Regions from separate parts of the Mus musculus genome. Here region 2 is linked to region 1. A link is a contact called in public Hi-C data. All regions are on one chromosome and are shown on one strand. The core of a region is the stretch at or near the end of the contact, and the rest is flanking DNA. Distances in the headings are between cores, read along the strand shown.

Evidence for each region. Hi-C and Micro-C count contacts between places; a contact is called where the count stands out from the background.
Region 2: a Hi-C map of muscle stem cells shows a contact between it and region 1, with 2.1 times the contacts expected there. The contact joins two enhancer-like sites. A contact is called at or near these places in 1 of 15 datasets of contacts at CTCF or cohesin (pro-B cells), 23 of 484 Hi-C or Micro-C datasets (the 3T3-L1 cell line, the AML12 cell line, B cells and 17 more), 3 of 115 datasets of contacts at active chromatin or transcription factors (embryonic fibroblasts, embryonic stem cells and fibro-adipogenic progenitors) and 3 of 9 other capture datasets (adipose tissue, liver and pancreatic islet).

Annotation. Positions count from the first base shown.
Region 1 is chr6:87,273,901-87,279,527 of GRCm38.p6, reverse strand. The region is part of intron 8 of Antxr1 (anthrax toxin receptor 1); the gene reads left to right. Among named protein-coding and RNA genes, the nearest start is that of Gm34170, 6.1 kb to the left of the region's middle. Within about 2 kb of position 2,472, at least 107 of the 459 cell types and tissues checked have an H3K27ac peak or open chromatin away from gene starts, as enhancers often do. A contact at or near this core is called in fibro-adipogenic progenitors and muscle stem cells, where this site is marked.
Region 2 is chr6:87,314,030-87,319,656 of GRCm38.p6, reverse strand. All of the region lies in intron 1 of Antxr1 (anthrax toxin receptor 1), which reads left to right. Among named protein-coding and RNA genes, the nearest start is that of Gm34090, 15 kb to the left of the region's middle. Within about 2 kb of position 2,581, at least 50 of the 459 cell types and tissues checked have an H3K27ac peak or open chromatin away from gene starts, as enhancers often do. A contact at or near this core is called in fibro-adipogenic progenitors and muscle stem cells, where this site is marked.

The DNA.
Region 1 (5,627 bases), core at 1,223-3,722:
GGAAATAGAGCAGCCATCCTCAGGGCTTAGGAAATGAAGCCATGGTGGCCGGCATCTTACCAGCAAGCCCCTGGAAGATGAATAGCTACTTAGAACCAGAGTGACAAGGTGTGTGCCTGTATGAGGAGGAAGAAGTATTGGCTATTGAGCTTCCTGGGTGAGGGAGAAGCTTTACAGCTGCTCTCTGAAGAAGCATCTATTATCCTGAGTCCCAGGGCAGGATAGAGATTGCAGGCAGGTTGGATAAACTGGCATACCTGACACTTTCGGTGACGGCCAGGGAACTAGAGATCAGCAGTGTTGGTAGAAACCCACATTTTCCATCTGGGGAGGTAGAAGGAGAGCGTAGACACTGTATGCTTGGGAGCTCCTTGCCCAGGGAGCAATCTCCCTGGGTCCTCTGCTTCCTGCCCCCATGCCCGTTTTGACCATTTCAACATCCCTTAAGCCTCCCAGTACTTAAAAGAAGTACTTACCTGCCAGAGTTACAAAGACTGTTGTGTTCTTCTGAGGACAAAGAGGCCAGAAAGCGAGCAGTTGGAGCAAACTTTCTTTAACAAATGTCCCTTTGGCCTATTCAATATTACTCCACTTTAAAACCCCATCACCGCCACATAGTATATATTTTGTTGCCATTCGCTGGTGAGGAAGCCGATGCCCAGAGTGCTAGGAGAGGGGAGCCCACAGTTCTTCCTCTCTGTGTGTTTTTGAGGAAATAAAAATAAAAGCCACTCTGTGCAGTCACTGGGCTGAGCATGCCATCAAACCCTCACCAGAACCATTCGATAAATTAGACGTTGTGTGGTTGGAAAGGTTTGGAAAACTGGCCAGGACCATACAGGGCAGCAAGTGAGATTCAGGCGATGCTGTCGTGTCTGCTCAGGAGACTGATCCCAGAGCTCTGCTGAGCAGTGTAAGCCTGAAACAGAGGGAGACTCTGAGGTCCAAATTCAGAAGTCTCTACGCAGTTCACATGGTTACAGCAAAGGCGACAGAATCCAATGCTTGGATCCAATGCTTGGTGCACTGGCTGGGTGGGGAGTCCTTTGCCTCTTACCACTCGGTCAGAAGCGTTTCCACAGGATAGCTGGTGTTCAGTGGCTCATGACAAGGGGACAATTTGTCAATTAGACTCAGACTTCATGGTCCTTTGGGCAGACATTCCTCCTAAGCTATTATTTCTTCCATCCGAGTTTTAGCCAGCCAAGGCTCTGTGCCAAGGTCAGGCATAGTCGGATAGTGTGGCTGAAGATGTAAGTAAGCTATTGCTTCTTTTCCATGTGTTTAAAAGTCTCAAGATGATAAAACAACCCTCACATCCTGAATGGCAGAGGAGGCCAGGCAGGCAGAAAAGAAAGCCTCACTCACACCTAGGCCGGGCTCGCCCACCCTCTCAGGACCCTTGCAGCATCCCCACCTGTTACTGCAGAATATGGGAAAACATTTTAAAGAAAGTGCCCACTCTTATGCCTTCTCTCGTTGTGGTTCATTGGGAATTTCCTCTGACCACCGCTAGAATTTACCACCAACTCTCCAGTGAAACCTCCACACAATGATCCCACCATGCTCCTGGGCCTGCTTTGCCTTTTGCAAAGTGCTCGGGGCAGTGGGGCCAGAAAACCCATGAAAGCTAAAGCCAGAGAACTGAAATAGGTTGGCAGCTTTGATTCTTGACCCTTGTCCCCAGCTGTCCCTACTTACTGCAGTTGAGGGCAGTGTCTGGAAGCCGAAGCAGGTTATGGGAAGGGGAGGCCAGCTATTGGCTCCCTGCCATCTGCTCCACAAAGGGTTCGCCTTCTCCAGTAGATGCTTAAGAGGAGGCCTGGCTTCCTGTTAATTGGAGCATGAGTCAGCACACACAGCCTCTGTGTGTTTGATCAACAAGACATGAGTGTTGAGCAAACACTGGCAGGACCTCTTTTAGGAAATCTGTAGGATCAGCAAACTGGGGACCTATCTGCCCCACGAATACATTTGAATTGATTTTTTTTCCTGTGTTGGTTTCTCCCTTCTGTTTGTAAGAAGGCAGAAGAGGTGTAACTCCCAAATCTAGCCTGGACCCTAGCACACTCAGACAAAGAGCAGTGTCTGACTTCCAGGCTTGACTCTTACCCACTCTTGCAAGCCTCCATATGGGAACTGCTGAAGGTTTCTCTCAGTCAGAGCCCACCTCACAGCCCCGCTTTAACGGAGCCAAAACCTCCTTCCAGCATGCGAGTGAGCGAGCGTCTCGGCAACAGTAGCCCTTTCCTTAAGCCAGCTCATTGCTCATCTTCAGAATGGCTTCCCTTCTGGGGCCCCATCCAGCTCCTACCGCCCCTTGTAGCATGAGCTCTCCCCTCCCAGAACTCCAGTGGCAGCCATTCTGGGAACCTCTCTTGGATGTCTTCCTTACCATAGCCAGCTCTCTCCCTCCACAGATGCTAAGTTGTGCAACCCCAGAGGCTGCCCATCTGTCCTGTTTCTGGCACCGTGTCTTACATATTTACCCATTACAAAGCTGCCCAGTTGACTGTGCAGCATTCATGACCCATGGAAGACCCACACTGAACAACAGATGGGCATTTTGTGGCTGAGCAGAGAGTATTCTCGATCCCCTACCCTCTCTTCCAATCTTGCAGCTATAAAAGACAAGAGATGACATTCTCAGCTCTGTTCATACTGGCAGGCTGGAAGACTAAATAAAAATAGAATCAAACTGTAGTTACTGGAGTAGAGCAGAGAGTCTTCTCTAAGAGATCACTTGCCTCTGCCATCATTAATGACACTGAGGCTTTGCGGACTTTGGGACCAGGCATCTCTCCTGGTATTGTTCTCATTCTGCTTTCAAAAGCCCCAGGTCATACAGATGTCCAAAGCCGCAGAGGCTGCAGGAGCTGCCTCAGCAAGTCACAGCTCCCATCCTGGCCTCCACAGCTCTCTCCTCTCTCTAGGAAAGAGCAGCCACGATTTCATAGGAAAATGCTTTCTGAGAAGTAAGCTTGTTGTACTAGTGGGGTGCTTCAATGGGGGGAGGGGGCAGTCGAACAGGTTCTGCCTGCTGAGCACACTGGGATCCAGTGGCCACAGCCATCTGAGCTCCCCCGCTGAAAACATGGTGGGAACATGATTCAGTGGGAAAGCAGAGTGTCCTTGTTACAAAGAATGACATCCAGGCTGGAGATATGGCTCCAAACTTCCACATGTCTTAAGCTTATGCTTGCTTATTTGGTAGATTGTATCAGAGCACATAAAATCACTGAGTCCCAGGAAGATGCATGTAAAATATTCAGGTCTGACATGGACCGTGGCCCTTTTCTGCTGCTGACAGATGTGCGATCATTGGTCTATAGTGTGCAGTAGAATTTAATTAGGAAGGGTGTCTGGCTTTGTTGATATTTAGTTTAAAAATTACAGACTAAATCATTGGAGCTCATAAGATGTTCTAGGAAACATTAATGAGCCAGTTTCATGGCCCAGGTTAGTTGGCCTTGTAGTTAGAAGGTCCAGGGATTATACAAATATGGAAAAGAGAGCCCATGAATAGGTGGCTGGATTAAGGGCACACAGAAAGTATTCCTTGGATCCTTTCTTTTTTAAAATCTAACAAATGTTTAGTGCCTACTATGTGCCAGGTTAGTCTTTGAGAATACAAAAGAGGGTAAGAATAGAGCCAGTCTTTACCCATGAAATCTTTATAACCTGAAAGTAACAGCCTATTAAAAACAAGTGTACTTTCCTAGTGTGCCCATGACGGATGGATAGCAGCCGATCTGAGTTGTGGGTAGGCACAGGTTTCTTCCCTGCTCTGGTCACCTGGACTCAGTGGCAGGGATTACTCTACATCTAGAGAGCAGCAGGGGAGACAAAGTGAAAGAAAATTGGCAGGTTTCTGTTTTGGAGAAAGACTCAGACAGCCAATGGGCAGCTGTCCTCCTCTGGATCCACCCGCTTCAAGCCCCAGGTGACTCAAAATCAGATTGTTCCCTTACAACAAATAAGATGTCAAAGAACATGCTCTGGGGGACTTCCTGGGAGTGTGCGAACACAGAAGCCTCTGTGCTGTGCTGGGATGGAAGGGACTGGCCTGTTCTCAGCGTACAAAGCACTTCGACAGAAATAAGTATGGGTTGACGGTTTATTGGTGAAAGAACAATTTAAAAAGAACAAAAACAATTTTGCTAGGAAGGGTTAACGACTGCAAATAGAGTTTTGTTTTTAAAGATTCTTGAGAAGTCTCTACATAAACTGAGAAGTTTACAATAAAATGGCATTTGATTTTTTTTTTTTTTAGAATTAAAAACACTTCGTGTGTAGCCTGGCAGATTCCCAGTGGGTTCCAGCGCGGGTGTAGGAAGTCAACTCTTGGAACTGTGAAGCCGTTTTTTTTCACCCGCCATTTCTCCTGCTTCCTCAGTAATCCAAGGTTCTCCAGAGGGACCACCCCAGAACAATGCACTGCCCACCCCTGTTTTGCTTAATTGGATTTTTAAATTTTATCTTATGCGTTTGACTTTTCTGCCTGTAGGTATGTATGTGTATCACATGCATGCAGTGCCTGCAGAGACCACAAGAGGGCATAGTCTTCTCTTGGAACTGGAGTTACTGACAGAGAGTTGTGAGCTGTCATGTGGGTGCTGGGAACTGAACCCAGGTCCTCTAGAAGGGCAGCCAGTGTTCTTCACTGCTGAGCCATTTCCTCAGCCTCACGTTGCATCTGTTTAGGCTTTCATGGATTCACCTATTTTTTTTTTAATTTGAAATATTTCGCACATTGGCAAGAACATTGTATTAATTTTAGTTAAGAAAATGCTAAATGTGAGGTCAGTGGCAGGTGATGGGCCAGAAAGAAGCACGTGTGCTTGGACACCGCCACCATTCTGGACACTGCAGCACGGGCAGAAGCTCACCTAGTGTTGAATGAGATCGTCCCCTGGCATCCATTGCCAGCACCACTAAAGCACCTGTCTTGGTGTATCTCCGTGAATCACACTTGCTGCCTCATCGGCTAAGGAGTTAATTGACTGTGGGTTAACATATGTCTGGTTCTGTCTACAAGACAAAAATCCCTGTAGTTTTCCTTGATCTCACTCTCCCTTCCCTTCTGTTAAATTATCAGAAGGCAGCTGTAGAGAGATAGGAGGCAGAAGAGACTCTTGGTCTAACCTTAGATGGGACCCTGCTTATTCACGATGAGAGGGCAACTTCGTCACCCTTTGTGAGTGACAGACAAAATACCTACAGAGGAAGATGGGCTGCAGGCCCATATAGGGGTGGGACCAACTTAGTAGTCCACAAAGAAAGTTGGGAAATGTAGTCTTTCAGCAGGAAACAGTCAGTTTCTAATACAATATAAATTTTATCACCTGAGTCTAATTGATTTTACAAGCTTAATATCTCCGTGTCTGGTATTTCATCTGACCCCATACAGCCCTCTGCATCAAAGATCTTACAGTGTTATACAATAGAGAAAGCAGAGGTGCTGAGGTTTGCTAAGCTGCCCAGGTTCACAGGACCAGGAAGAGGTGGGGCTGAGAGCTCAGCCAGAAGCCACGCAGAATCCACATCCACCTTCCTGTCCCAAGTCCAGGCTCTTGACACAGCTCTGCTGGTCGAGGCTGCCTGAGGCCAGGCACTGTGCTGTGCTC
Region 2 (5,627 bases), core at 1,332-3,831, 40 kb before region 1:
GGATCCCGAGCCCTAATAAAGCCATGGGCAGCATGGTGTGTCGACCCCTACAGAGTGTGCCATGACAGCTTCCATGTGACAGTGGAAACCATGGTATCATCTACGCTGACTCTGCAAGATGTCTCTGGATACTTACACATTCTGAGACAGAGAGGATATGAATAATAATTAATGAGGCTGACTTAATAAATATATCCTAAACCCGATACCCCTTAGAGAATAAACTTTCCTTTTAAATGCCCATGCACTATGTATTAGTTCACAGAGAGTGCCTCATGTATCCCAAGGCACAAGGTTTCCCACCCACATGCTCAGCAACAAAGAACTGGGAATGAGCAGCAAAGTACCTCAAACTTCAGCTATAAGGATGATAGTTATGGCTCTTGTGTCAGCATGCCATGAGGAAGACAGGACAATATATTTTTTAAAAAATTAGAAAGACCCAGAATGGAAGAAGTGGCCGTCTAGGACAGAGGTTGGCAAACTATGGCTGAGTCTCTGTTTTTCTAAATAAAATTTTGTTGTAGCACCATCATGCTCATTTGTTAGGGCTCAATGTTGCTTTTATACTTAAAAAAAAAAAAAAAGAGTTGTTGACGTGGAGACCCTAAGTCCTGCCCACTCTTCAGTACCAAGGGGGACTAAAATATTACTGTCTGGCTCTTCATAGATAAAGTTGACTGACACCCCCCCCCACTCACCCTGAACTAAGGAGACATCTGAAACCCATAGGGATGTGCAAAGAATATCATTACCAAGGCCGGCCGGCCTTCTGGGTGTGTGCCTGTGTGGTTGGGACCGGTGCCCTTGGTGAGAAGGGCTGGCATTTGGCCGTATGCTCTGCTATTCCCATCTTGAAATTCTTAATAACTTTTCAACAGGGTGAAAAGTTTTCATCCTGCACTGGTTCCAACAGCCAACGACGGGAATCAAGGAACAATACGTATTTCTTAAGTGCTGTGTTTCTTATTACATATATTACAACTATAATGAAACCCTTGGTCCTCCTGTGCCCCACTGTCTGTCTAGCACAGAGAGGTGGGTGCCATATAAGGGGTGAGGCACTTACCCTCTTTAGACCTGATATGCCACCTCCTTTTTAGCATCTGTCCCCCAACCAATCCATCCCCCCGAGGTTCTCAAGGAGGAGAAGCGAGCTCTGTCACACTGCCCCTCTGGGGTGCACATTTCTTAATCAAGGGACACATGGAGGGTCAATTTCTGTGCAATTGCCAAAAAGAAGTGCCCTGTAGAAATTCACAATATCTTCTCTGTTGTGTGTAAAAAGAGATGGTATAAAAGTGCTCAGCTCATCGGTTCTATAAAAGTAAAAAAGAAATGGAAACCAGCCCATGTGGAGAATGAAGACATCCTACTACTGTCTGACAAGCGCTTCTGCAGCCTGGAGAAGATGCAGGCATGGCAGATGATGTGGCCGGTTACATGAGGACAGAAGTGTGGCCATAGATGAAGAGATCAAAGACCCTGGTTCAAGCTTGGAGGAAGGTCTGGAAGCAGGTCACTGCAGAGTGGGTAGTGCCCCAGTCTGACTGCGGCTTGGGGGGTGGGGGGTGTGGAGGAGGTGTATGAGGGAGCGGGCTATGACCAGGTCTCACTGTGGCTGGGGGCTGGTCTGCAGGGGCGGGGATAGTGCCCAGGTTTGACTACAGCTGGGGTTGGGCAGGGCAAGGCCCCTGTTTGAGCACCTGAGGAGGGGAGATGGGCCTCAGGGCCTACCTTTTGTTTGTCTTTCATACCTACATTTCCTTCAGTGAACAAGCTGCTTTGTTGACATTCTATTTTGAAATTCTGTCCTGTGGACCCTCAGTCTTTGTCACTTCCCCACAGTGGTAATTTTCCATAGCATCTTTGGGTGACATCGGTCCATCCCTTTTCAGCCTTCTAGGAGATGTGATGCAGCTCTCATGGGGTCATCTCTGAACCTGGAGAACATGAGAAATGAATCATGAGGTTCAGCCATAGAAGCGCCTGCTAGGACAACTTAACATCTTCTGTCTTAACGACATTACTTTTTTTGTTGTTGTTGTTGTTGTTGAATTTGCACCAAAAATAACAGTAGTTTGTAAGCTTTTCCTGGTTGTGTGCATGTGTGAGTGAATGTGAGTGTGTGCAGTGTATGTACATGTATTTGTGTGTGTGTGTGTGTGTGTGTGTGTGTGTGTGTGTGTGTGTGTGTGTGGTGTGAGTGTATATGTGTGTGTGTGGTGCATACATGTAAGAGTGTGTGTGTGTGTGTGTGTTGGAAAGGCAGAGCAGAGGAGAAGGGAGTACCTGTCTGGTTAAGACACCTTTTGAATCATGAGTCACAGAAAGAAGTGCTCCTTCTAATGTGGCGGCGACTGCTCAAACTTGCACAGCCTACCAGAAGTCCCCCGAGGCGCTGTTTTCTGTTACTTTCTGCAGCACATTCTGGTTTTTCAATCTTATTATGCTTCATTTCTTTGAAAAAGAAAAAGTTGGCGATATACCAGTAGCTGATTTCCCAATCTCTGCCTGCATTCTGCAGGGTGAGCGTCATTGTTTTCGAAGCCATCAGTTGGACTGACTAAGGGAAGTCATGTGGCAGGAGAGAGGTCAGGCATCATGGCTGGTGGAGGCACCACAGCAGCAGGCAGAGCAGGATGCATGTCCCCAGACAGAGGACGAGGAAAGGTGCTCAGCACTGGGGTTAGCATCGGAACTAGTATTTGAAGAAACTGAAGTGGAAGCAAGAGACAGGGTGCAGGAGGGAGGCTTCATTGTGGCCACAAGAGGACAGTTGATAAAGGCCTAGGCCAAATAGGGCTCCAACTTATTAGGGTGTAGAAAGAGGAGAGGATGGGAGAACCTGGGAGAGAGTACGCAGTGGCTAATTGTGGGTCCACCCATTGTCTCTGAAGCTACTGCGCATATCTGTACCCACCCAGGACCCAAGAGTGTCACTAGCATCAGTGACTTAAGCCAGGTGGGGGTAAGGATGAGTGGGACTGACCATTTTGTAATCTCTGTCTTAGCTATGTAGGTCTCCGGGATAAGCAGTCACCAGTGGTGGATCCCGCCGCATGCTTGCTGTGTGTCCTTTTCATTATGCTCTGGTTGTTTGGATAGAAAATGTGTTTTCAAGGCATTTAACCACAGGGTCAGAGACTCTCGGGAGCAGAAAAGAATGCTCTTGTGTTCAGAAAACAACTGGGTAAAATCTGACTCTGCTTTCGCCCCTCTTTGCATACATAGCAGGCCCTTGGAAGTGACTGGACTGTCACCTGAGGGCAATGCTAGGTTGCTCTGTACAGAATCCCTCACAGAGGGTGATGTCAAATGTCTCTTGTCTTTTTTTTTTTTTTAATCATATTTCAAATACTGGAGACAAAAATACTGGAGAAAAACAAAAATAAGTAAGGGACCTGGGGATGCTCTCGGCAATGATCATCAGCAGGGCTTACAGTACAGACCTCGGCTTTTCCTCCCTGGGGAGTGGCGAGCCCTTTCAAAAACCCACTTCAGTTTCATACTGGGCAAGGCTGACCTGGCTCTGATTGGATCCCAAGGGTATCAAGTGAATCTTCCAATAGACAATTCTGTAATGCTGTCTCCAGGCAGGACTCCTGGGAGGCTATTTTAATTCCAAATTATGAAGAGACCTGTGCTTGCAGAATAGAGACACAAAATCCCCAGAGGAGACCCCTCACTGGTCTCCATACCACTCAAACCCACCATGTCCGAGGGAACAGGCATCTTTTGGTACTCTTAATATTTGGGTTTAGAAGGAGGTTCTTGTTTCTACCTTGCAGCTTGAATAGCTGTGGCTAGGTTAGTCCGGCATGACTGGGTTTTAGGTACACAACCCTTAAACAGACAAAGGTGATATGTCATATGATTAAAATACATAGCTGGGTGGAGAAAAGCTGGACTTGAATACAAGCTGCCATTTCCCCAGACAGTACCTAGCTTCTCCCAGTTGGGATCAGGAATGCGACTCTAGGCTCTAAGTGAGAGTGACCCTATATAGGTCTGAGCTACCAGGGGTTCGTTATGCTGGGAGGAGCCTCTAGGGCAGTTTCTAACTGGAAAATCAGTCAAACGACAAATGGTCAATGCACACCAGAGAGCCTTTAAGTCAAAGAATATGCATCTTCTACTCCTGGAAAGGCAGGGGTTACCCAGAGTCCCCTTGGGTGGTTTCCAGAAGACGGGAAAGGTAGGACAGACTGCTAAGCTGAAAGTGCTGGGTAGTTGGTGAGGTGGGGGGCCTGTGGCACGGGGCAGGCCAGCCTCCTGAATGGGAGTTTGGGTTCAGCTAGGGTTGTGTTAGGTACGAAACCCCTTTGTTACACAGTGCATTAAGGGGCTTCTCCTCTCTCCCCTGTCTGAGTCTCCACTTTCCCTGTAACCAGGTCTCTCACAGTGGTTTGCTGCTAATATGACACATTGGAAAGATTTCCAGGGCTCATGAGTTAGTGGTCACTCGTGCGATGTGGCATGAGAAGTCATGAAGAACATTCTGTCTAGAAGGGGTTCAGTGGGAGGGGCATGCAAGAGGGTAGGTGGTGGGGAAAGTGAACAAAAATACATTATATATGCGTGGGAAGTTGTCAATAATTAAGAAATTAAATTTAAAAAACAAAATAAATAGAATAATACCCACCAAAATACCCCTGGAGAGGAAGAAAGGGAAAGAAAGCCCTCCATTTCATAGCTGTCTTGGCTAGGGTTTCACTGCTGTGAACAGATACCATGTCCAAGGCAACGCTTATAAGGCACAACTTCAGTTGGGGCTGGCTTATAGTTTCAGAGGTTTAGTCTATTATCATCATGATGGTAAGCATGGCAGCGTGCAGGTAGACTTGGTGTTGCCTGGAGCTGAGAGCTCTACATCTTGGTCCACAAAAGGAGACGGTCTTCTTCAGGCAGCTGGGAGAAGACTGTTCCATACTGGGTAGAGCTTGAGCATAGGAGACCTCAAAGCCCAGGTCCACAGTGACATACTTCCTCCAACAGGGCCACACCTCCTAATAGTGCCACTCCCCATAGGGCAAGCATTCCAACACGTGAGTCTATGGAGGCCAGATCTATTCAAACCACCACAGTAGCGCAGAAGTGGGTGCAGAGCTGGAGAAAGAGACCAACATCCCACAGTTCCTTCTAAAGCCCTGACTTCAGTCACTAGGTCTGTTGACAGGATCACACTTCTCTTGCAGTGCCTAGCTGAGCGCAGCTTTTAACACTTGGGCCTGTGGGGACAACCCAGGCCCTGAGCTTAGTGGCACCTCCTCCTTCTTGCTTTTGTGTACAGTGTGTACCTGTGACCCTCAGGACACCTTGCTACTGGTATGCAGTCTTTAAGTACAGACATACTGTATTGTTTTTACTTGGGTGGGAGGAACAGAACATTTCTGGGTATGAAACAAGAAAATACATTCTTTTCAAAGAGATGGAACACACCAACTAAAATGGGAATTTTTAGTTAAGAGAACTGGCTGCTCTTACAGCGGACTGGAGTTCAGTTCTTAGCACTCACATGATGGCTCACAACTCCAGCTCCAACAGATTTGACCTCCCCTTCTGGCTTCCATGAACACAACATGCGTGTGTTTTTTTACACACATGCAGGCAAATACTCACTCCCT